2 separate regions of the Ovis aries genome follow, and region 2 is linked to region 1. The links are chromatin contacts, called in public Hi-C maps. All regions are on one chromosome and are shown on one strand. Each heading gives the region's core, a stretch centred on a gene start, on an enhancer-like site or on the middle of the called end of the contact. The rest is flanking DNA. Distances are from core to core; before and after follow the strand shown. Region 1 has its middle 120 kb from the start of TRNAS-GGA. Region 2 holds the start of NRP2 (neuropilin 2).

Region 1 (4,978 bases), core at 2,118-4,617:
TCCAGGAAATCATCCCTTCGCCCTCCAGCCCACCCCCTAAAATGGAGACACTGTTGAACTTTCACTAAAAATATCAATACCATCTAAAAATAAAGTTCCTTGGCTCTGCCCTTGCCCCAGGAAATCCTGACCAAAGCTTCTCTTACATCACCACCAGCCCTTGTCAAGTAGCCTCTCAGAGTCACACCCTACCTGTTCTCTCAACTTCAAGTTCATTTGGAAATCAATCCCCACCTGCTTCCCCCACCAATGAGAGGGTGAAGAATTGCTGGTCATGATTGTATCAAACATGTCTTCCCAAGGGATGAAAGGTCTTCCAAAATTCTTCCACAAGCCCACACACCCAAGTGGGTTTGTTTCCTGTCTGGTTGACTTCCTCCAGGCTCATTAGGGTTTCTGTGCCATTTCCCAGAGCAGGAAAGAGTATAGGAACCAGGCCTCTAGCAGCCTGGGGTGGACACGCAGCAGCTGACCTGGAAGAGAAAGGTCTCCACGAAGCCATTTGTTAGGAAATCACTGACAGGCATATAAAGTGTTTGGTAGCAGAGCAATTCCCACAGCTGGTTCCTGGGGCACCTGGTTTGCTGCAGAGTTTATATTCTGTCTTGTGCCAAGAAGCCAAAGCTGAAAGTTGGTATTTGCCTTTGAGGAGAGGAGAGGGTCCTGAAAGGCTGTATTGATCTAGAGGCAGAGCTGGGAAGAAATGCTGCAACCCAGTCCAAGAAGGAAGGATAGAAGTGAGAAAGAATTCTTGAATTCAGGATTAACCCTCAACTCCTACATTGCTGGAAGTTTCCCTAATAAATGAATTATCAGTTTTACTTCCCAAACAAGGAGGCAGGAAGGGCTCAAATAGGGACCCTCACACCAAGGGAAGTAGCAAACCATAGTGGACAAAGGCTTTGAAGTTAGACTTGTGGGTTTCCATTCTGTCCTCACCATGTACAGCTAGATGATGTTGAACTAGTTGCTTAGGCTCTGCATAATTCCTGTTTCTCAGCTAGAAAAAAATGGGAGTTGCATGAGGATGGGTGAATTAAAACAAGAAATGGACAGTGCCCCGTGCATAGCCAGTGCTCCCTGGACAGTCCCTATCCCATCTCCCTACTGAGTGCCTTATCACGTGGTGCACACTTACAGTACTAGAGAGACTCTGCAGAAAGCAGGACAGGCAGGACACCATGCAGCAGGACACGGGGCATGCAATTAATGTGCCAGAGTGATCGGTTGATGGGAAGGGCATGTGAGCTCAGCAATGAATCCAAACTGAGAACTGTGTGGAGGAAGACATTCTTTCACTGAGTTTTCTCAATCCTGGCGCCAGACAGCCTTGGAGGAAGAGGAAGGACACGGACCTCAGGAGCTTCTAGGGAAAGGTGGGAGGGGTGCTGCGCACGTGAGACCACCCTGGGCTGGATGATGTCCCCTCAGACTCCCTGTCTGCTGGAGCACTGTTTCCGGAAGGGCTCCAGGCAAGGGTTCAGTAGTCACTGCAGACCTGGCCCTTAGCAACCCTGCAGGCAAAGGGACTCCAGCCACCTCCACGGCACAGCCGCAGCAAGGGGGCATAGCCAAAGCGTCTCCACAGTGGTGATGAGGAGGGAATTACAGACTGTCAGCAGGCAGTGGAGGCGACCGGGAGGTGGGTACAGAGTCCTGACACACCAAGTGTGTGGGTTCAAATGGGGCCTTTGCACCCTAGTTGCTGGTGAATATGCTGGGGCCTCCTCTTAGCAGAAGTCAGTTTGATTCTGCTGACTGCCTCTCGGCACTCCTTCACTGAGGTTTCTTTTTTTTATAATTGAATTTATTTATTTACTTTGGGCTATGTTGGGTCCGCCTTGCTGCACAGGCTTTTGTTTAGTTGTGGAGAGCAGGGGCTCCTCTCTGGTTGCAGTGCATGGGCTTCCCGTGGCACTGGCTTCTCTTGTGGAGCACGTGTTCCAGGGCACTCAGGGTTCAGTTGTTGTGGCACTCGGGCTAAGCAGTTGCGTGAGACTCCTGGGCTCTAGAGTACAGGCTCAGTTGTTGAGGCGCACGGAGTTAGTTGTTCTGTGGCATATGGGATCTTCCCAGAGCAGGGATCGAACTGGTGTCTCCTGTATTGGCAGGCGGCTTCTTTACCACTGAGCTACCAAGGAGATTCCTTAAAGTTCTTCTCCATTCCCAACTCCAGGCCTAAGACAGGATCAGATTCCATGATGTGCTGTAGCACATTCCCCAGCAAAGATATCTACCTACCTACCTACCTACCTACCTACTGATGAATCCATAGATATGTGTACAGTTGATCCCTTAACAGCATGAGCTAATGGCACCCGCGATCCATGCCGTCGAAAATCTCCGTGTAATATATATTTGGCCCTCCCTGTATATATTACATACGCAGTTCACAAACCCTCCTGACTGTGGTTCTGGATCCAGTGGCATGAACCAACTGCTGATAGTATAGTACTATAGTGTTAACTACTGAAGAAAATCCACATATGACCGTAACACACATATACCACGTAACACACACAGTGCTGTTCAGGAGTCAGCTGTATATGATATTCATACTACATCAAAACAGCCAATAACAAAAAAAATGAACAAGAAGAAAACAAATAGGAAAGAAGAAGAAAACCCCCATTAGGTCACAAGGAGGCAGGGTTTGCCTGTGAGCTGCCTCTGAAGTACTCATGGAGCACTGACTGCCTTGTCTTCCTTTCAGCGTCTCCTGGAACCACCCAAGCAGGAGACAGCAGGTGTACAAGAGGGATACTCCTGATATTAACTAGATTCCAGACCCATGAGAGCAGGGATCTTCATCTCTGATTCAGTGAGAAGCGCCAAGTCCCCAACAACCATGTACCTGTAGCCTCTCAATAACTATTGGGTGAATGCATTTCGTCATTTGCCAACTCTACCCTATTCTCCCAAAAGTCTTGATCTGGTGACTTTGTTGTGAGGTATAAATGTATCATTTTCATTCAGTAAATACTGTGTAGTTAAATTTTCACTTCAAAGGTTGGTTGTCATCTCAGATGTTCATTGAAGTCAATGCCCTTATTCCTAACATTTGAAGGAATCAAACCCAGGTCATATGTATCAAATTCTATTTCATAAATTCTAGTGAGCCCCACCGTGGTGTTAGATTATTCTTTAACATTCATGCTGGCTCAGGAGTAACTTCAAAGTTCTACAGACTATCACAGTCAGAGGGTCAGCCCTTTCCCTCTAAGCCAACTTCACCCACCCCTGACGCCCAGAGATTTTGGGTTTTTTTTTGGTTTTGAGGGTCATGACAGAGTAGATCCCCTAGGGGGCAGTGTGTGCATACGTTTCAGCCAAGCAAGCTGCACATTTTATGGCTGCTGAGGTAATCGCCACAGCAACAAGAGATTTGTCTGAGAAACAAAATGCTCTGTACAAAGTTGTTCTTTAGGTCGAACAGAATAAAGGCGGCCTGAAAGAATTGCGCAGTAGAGGAAAACCTGGTGACACAGCAGAAAATTAGGTGATGGTACATTTAAAAGCTCCAGCCGCTGCATTGCTTAGGGTTCAACACAGGAATGATTTGACATGCTCCTTCGCATTTGCAAAACGTTTTTTTTTTTTTAATATTTTTATTTATTGCCTTTTATATTTCATGTTTCTGAAATCCATGCAGAACTGGGTTTCATTTTCTTATCTATTCTGGGTGGCAGTTCAAAATCAATTAAAGTTAACCATTTTTAATTGAGGAATAATAGTTCATACTGTGTCATTGAGGGCTTATAACGTTCTGAGGGTTTTACTGACATGACACAATTTAATCACATTACATTGTGTAAAGCTCCCTCTATCGCTGTGAGATGAAGACTTATTTAGTGATGCGGGAACTGGTATGGTAGACATAACTCACTCAAGATCCCAGGCTTCAAAGTTCAGATCAGAACCCACTCTATTTTACCTTCTAAAGCAATGCCTCTCAAACTTTAGTGTGTATACATATTACCTGAGGATCTTGTTAAAATGCAGATTCTAATTCAGTAAGTCTAGATAGGGCCCAGAGAAGGCAATGGCACCCCACTCCAGTATTCTTGCCTGGAAAATCCCATGGACTGAGGAGCCTGGTGGGCTGCAGTCCATGGGGTCGCTAAGAATTGGACACGACTGAGCAACTTCACTTTCACTTTTTACTTTCACTTTTCACTTTCATGCATTGGAGAAGGAAATGGCAACCAACTCCAGTGTTCTTGCCTGGAAAATCCCAGGGACAGGGAAACCTGGTGGGCTGCCATCTATGGGGTTGCACAGAGTTGGACATGACTGAAGCGACTTAGCAGCAGCAGCAGCAGCAGCAGGTAAGGCCCAGGTGTCTGCATTTTAAGGAGCAGCAGATGTTGCCAATGCTGCTGGTCTGTGGACCACAGTTTGAGTAGCAAGAACCCAGAGGAGTGTGTGGGTGGGGGTGGGGCAGACATAAAGGTGTGTATGGTACAGTCCCTGCCCTCAAGAAGGTTATACTAGTAGAAGGGTTAAGACAAGGACACAAATACCAAGATTATGAGAACACAGATGTCAAGATCTACAGAGGTGCGCATGCAGAACAACTCATAGGTGCTGAGTGGCAGCTAGGGTAGGACAGTGTGTCCCAGAGCTTTGGGAGAGACAGGTAGGATGGTGAAGACCCAGCTCCTACCTGCAGGGCACTTGGGAGCTGTGAGGGAAGACCAATGGTTATACAGAAAAACCCTAGTGCTGGCACAAGTTTCCAAAAGAAGTTCTCAGGAGGGCTATCCGGACAGGAAGGAAGAAGGCCCAAGGTGAGGTTAGTAAGAATCTCAAACGTGACTGGAATTAGAAAGCAATGTATTTAAGAAGCTCAAGAAATGATGCCTCTGAGCTGGCCTTTGACCTACAAGAAGGCTTCAGAAAGAGATAGGGTTAGAGGTAACCCGTGCAAGGCAGATGGAGTTTTGATGGTCGATACAGAAGGTATTTCAGAAAAAAA
Region 2 (4,762 bases), core at 1,623-4,122, 1.5 Mb after region 1:
TGTTAACTAGTACATTGTTTCTGTAAATGCCACTAGTCTTTAGTAGGCAAGTTTCTCTATGACAGGGGTCCCCAACCTCCGGGATCTAATGCCTGATGATCTGAGGTGGAACTGATGTAATAATAATAGCAACAGTGTACAATAAAGGTAATGCACTTGAATCATCCTGGAACCAACCCCTCTCAGTCCATGGAAAAACTGTCTTCCATGAAACCAGTCCCTAGTGCCAAAAAAGTTGGAGACTGATGCTCTATGGGACTCACAAGAGTGAAAGATGTGGACTCACAAAATAATGAAAAGCATGGTGCCTGGCTCACCCCTGCACCTCTGGTCAAAACCAAACCAACTGCAGCCAAACCCCTGAGATTCCAGTCCAGACAAAAACTGGGGCTGGCAGGTCTGAGCCAGTCCTGGTCTGGAGAATTTCCCTAAAGACTGGATTTCAGAGGGCACTGGTAGGATTTGTTTTTTGTTCCCAAGAGTCCTAGGAAGTCTTGAATCAAAGCAATTCTGAGTCCTCCCTGAGTCCATGGGCTCTTGTTCACAGTGGACTGTTGAGGTCTGGTCTCATCCTGAATCTCCCCTGGTCTGATAAAGGGCTGTGGGCTCCTGGAAGTCTCATAAAAGCACCACCAGAAGAGCTACTGCAGGTACTGTTACAATTATTTATTGAGTGCTGCCCCCTAGAGGATTAAAAACGGCCTGGCTGTGCTGGGAGTCCCCAGGGCTCTGAACCAAAGACTCACCCTCTCTACCCAGCAGAAGGAAGTCAAGACTTGACTCAAGTGGACTGATCAGAAGTCCTGGAACACTTTCTGAGGACTCCCAGAAAGTGAGTTAGCTCCTTCTTAATGATACCTCTGTAAAATTAAAATCCATGACTGGAAATCAAGTCCAGGAACAGAACACTGAGACTGACCCTTCTCCCTGCCATACCAGACCCTCAAAGCAGCCTCATGGGGACCTTCAGCCCTGAGACCCTAACAGCAGAAAGTCCAGAATTTCACTCTTACGGTTTCCCAATGGGCTTCAGTTTACTTTTACTTTCTGTCTCCCCTTCATCTGAACTCTGGCTATAATGTTCTCAGAATCCTTCCCTGTTGAGCACTTGCTAGGTTGGTTGGTAGGGGGACATGATTCTAAGTGACTTTCGTTATTGGGCCTCTGCCACTGTAGATAATGTCCCTAAGTTAGTAACTTGGCAATGACAGAAGCAGAGACCTCAAATTGAGGTTCAAACTCCAGACTGCCTCTTTACTCCATTAAACACTGGGGGAGCAGTGGTCTTTCTTTACAATTGACATTTAAACAGGAAAAAATAGTAAATTTGGAGTTTTCAATAATATGGATGTGCTCTCAAGGCCAGGAAGAAAGGAGGGAAAGAAGGAAGGGGAGAGAAGGGGAAAAAAAAGGAAAGGAATGAGAGGTAGGCTTTGGGCCAATCTGGGGATATGCACATTGGAAGAACTCACCAGGCCTCGCTTAAATGCCCTTTCACACCAGGCGTCTGAGATTAACAGTGTGATAGGCAGCCTGTGCATTTACACAGCACGGTAAGTCCTTGCACGGCCTGGCGCAACTATTTGCAAATGACTTCTGATTCAATTTTGTTTTGGTTATCTCAGTGTAAATAACAGTTAAGTGGGAGCTACAGATTTTTCAGACACTAAAAGTGATAAACAAAGCTAATGGCAAGTCCAGATAAGGAGGAAAACCACCCAGAAGAATCCACCAGCACAGGCAAAGAAATAAATGGAATAGTCAGATGTGTGTGTGTTTCTTGTCACCAAAACTTTATTTTTCTTAATCTGTGGAGTGGGAGAAAAGGTATACGCAGAGTGTTTAGACTGTTTCTGTTAGAATCTTTATGATACTGTAGTAATAGGTGCCTAGTGAAGCAAGACAGTTTGGAACCCACAAAGACATCCTTCGAAACAAAAACGCAAGTGTTTTCCCAACTGTTAGCTCGAGGCTCCCTCTAAACAGTTTTCACGCCTCCATTTAAAAAATAGTTGGCATAATGCTGTTTTCTTTCCTCGGCGGTGTGACCACATTACCACCGGGAAAATGTGAAAAGAAGTACTTTCTGTAGCATTTTGAGAAGTCTTCCTACCTGGACATTTTTGGAAGGTTGGCGGAATCCAATTTAATTACCTGAAAAATTGCTTTGAAGAACGTCTTTCCTCTTCAGATAGTTACAAGTTAGGGACGCAGGAAAAACTAAACCCTCACGCAGAGAAGAGAGGAGTATGTTTGGGACACAACAAAGGATCTGAGTAGTAAACGCAAGGAGTGTTTGGGGTTTTATTCAGCCAGGGCTGAACGTGTGTGTCGCCGCCACGCACTGCTGCCGGCGCGAACGCATGGCTGAGCTGCTGCCGGGTTCCCTGCTCCAAACACCGTACGCCACCCAACTCCTCTTGTAACGCCATTGCGCGTGGCATTGTGCTGGGCTCTACGTGTGTGGCACCGGAGTCGGGGAATCGGGGGCGGGGGGACAAGAATTTCCTCCGTTTCCCGAGGAGTCTCCCTCGAACGGGGGCCAAGTGGCCAAGGGCAGCGCGCCCGGGAGGTGCCCGGGGGCGCTCCTTCTGCAGGGCATTACGCACGGGCGGCCTGGCGAAACCCGGCAGCGGAGGTGCCAGGGTGGCGGGAGGTGCTGGGGGGAGATGGGTGGCTTGAGGGGGGAGCTGCCTTAACTTTGATCCGGCCGCTGCCGGGGGAAAGCCGCCGCCGCCCCGCCCGAGCTGGGTGCCGCGGCACTCGCCTCTGCGCCGCGCGTCTCCGCGGCTGCCTCTTTAATCAGGAACACAGAAGGGGCGGGCCCTGAGCCGGCGCGTAATCGGATAGCTCTGCCGCGGCTCTGACATCCACATGCTGCTCGGCCTGAAAAGGCAGCGGGGGGAGCCGGAGGGGAAGCAGAGAACGCGAGCTAGGCACCAGCCCGCAGCCGCCCCCAGCACATCCTCAGACGCGCAGACACTCTGCCGGGCGCTGGGCGAGGTGGAGGTGAGGGCGGGCGCGGGCGAACTCGGAGAGGGGCTCGCTCACTCCCAGGCGATCCCAGCCGCCGCCGCCGCCGCCGCCGCACCACCAGCAGCCACAGCAGCCGCAGCCGCAGCAGCAGCAGCTTCCTTCCTCAGACTCCCCTCGCGAGGCTGGCCAAGCGGGTGTAGCCGTTAGGGGAGGCTCCCGCTAGGGGAACCCGGCGAGGGCAAGAGCTTGGGCGGCCGCCTCGCGCTCGGGCCGTCCGGCGGTCTGTGCCTCCGCCCGCGTGCCGGTCCCCAGTGCCGAGGGATGTATGTCAGTGTACGCCTCTGAGATCACACAGCTGCCTGGGGGCCGTGTGATGCCCAAGGCAAGTCTTGGCTTGTATTTTTATTCTTTTTTTTTTTTTTTTTACGCTTGGCTAACGGGAAATACTCGGGATGTTGTAGGATAAAGGAAATGATACTTTGAGGAACTGGAGAGGACATAGATGCGTTTTGTTTTTAAGAGAGGAAATCCATCCTCTCTTCCCGGCTTGCTCCCTCTTTGCTGATTTCAAGAGCTACCCTCCTCTGGTGAGGTGGGGACCCAGCAAGAAGAAAGGTGACGACAGGCCGCCAGGACTCAGAAGGGAAACACTGACCGGTAGGAACCTTTGCAGAGGACACTAAGGAAGAACACAAGGAGCGAAAAACACAAAGACTTACCATTAAACAAGAAATCTATAAAAACAGCTCTGGAGAAAACCTTCTCCAACATGGATATGTTTCCTCTCACCTGGATTTTCCTAGCTCTCTACTTTTCAGGACATGAAGTGAGAGGCCAAGCAGGTAAGCCCCCCGAAAGTTTTTTTTTTTTTTTAATTCATTTCAGCGTGCCTTTACCTTTAAAAACAACTGCTAACGCAGGGGGCCACACGCAATGGCAAGAGAAGGAGGATCGCTCAATACTGAATAATTCAGAGAGAGATCCCAGTCGGCCCTCCCTATACCACCACCGCTGCTAAAACCCAACTTTTCTTTCCTGCTAGGAGTATGTGACTATGTGTGTGTTTTGAAACATAGACAGAATTTGGCGGTGTTCAGATGTCACATATGGACTGAATCAAAGGTTTAAAAATACTACAAAGCCTTTGCATTACAGTTTTGGGGAATTTTTTTCCCCTGTCTTGAAGCAGAACACATCTCCCATGAGTTTCTTCAACCTAGCCAGCGAAATATAAATCATTTGCATTCCCTCCACTTAGCTACATTGAGCAATGTGAACTGAAGGGCTTGGGAAATACAAGAATCTAGTTTGGGTTTTCCAATGCTGTGGCTTCTTTGCAGAATGTGTGGATGAGCCTCCGAATCATTGGGCTCAGGCTGATGGAGCAAGTTGTCTCGTGGCTCGGCTCTGGGCTGGGCGCTGCTGCTAACGGAGGCGGTTGGTCACCCAGTTCTCTTTCCTGCCTCCATATATTTTCTGGGGGAAGTAAATCATATGTTCTTTTTAAAACTAGTATTAGATAAAACAAACTGCGTGGCCCTCAAAGGTCTCTCACTCTTGTGAAGTGGTTAGAAACTTTTGGGTAGAATTTGTTCTCAACCACTGCCAAAAAGGGTGTGTGGACAGACTGCAGAGATAAGCACTGCAAGGCCCAGAATGGTCTGGGGCAAGTATTTGGCGGGTGGGGGGAATGGAGGCTGGCCAGGGGCACTGCTCTTTCAGAGAAGGGCTCTCTGGTTCCAGAAAATCTAGTGGGAGACGGTCTTGCTTCCCCACACCACTCTCT

Evidence for each region. A called contact is a pair of places that touch in the nucleus more often than the background predicts.
Region 2: a contact with region 1 is called in a Hi-C map of hypothalamus, with 11 times the contacts expected there. The contact joins the promoter of NRP2 here to the enhancer-like site in region 1. A contact is called at or near these places in 5 of 16 Hi-C or Micro-C datasets (hypothalamus, mixed tissues, omental adipose tissue and 2 more).

Annotation. Positions count from the first base shown.
Region 1 is chr2:206,353,869-206,358,846 of ARS-UI_Ramb_v3.0, forward strand. No RefSeq gene overlaps it. Among named protein-coding and RNA genes, the nearest start is that of TRNAS-GGA, 120 kb to the left of the region's middle. Within about 2 kb of position 3,368, at least 3 of the 54 cell types and tissues checked have an H3K27ac peak or open chromatin away from gene starts, as enhancers often do.
Region 2 is chr2:207,828,335-207,833,096 of ARS-UI_Ramb_v3.0, forward strand. It overlaps NRP2 (neuropilin 2), which reads left to right and starts at 2,873. Exons shown (of 17, transcript XM_060410281.1): 1 at 2,873-3,818. The coding sequence starts at 3,746.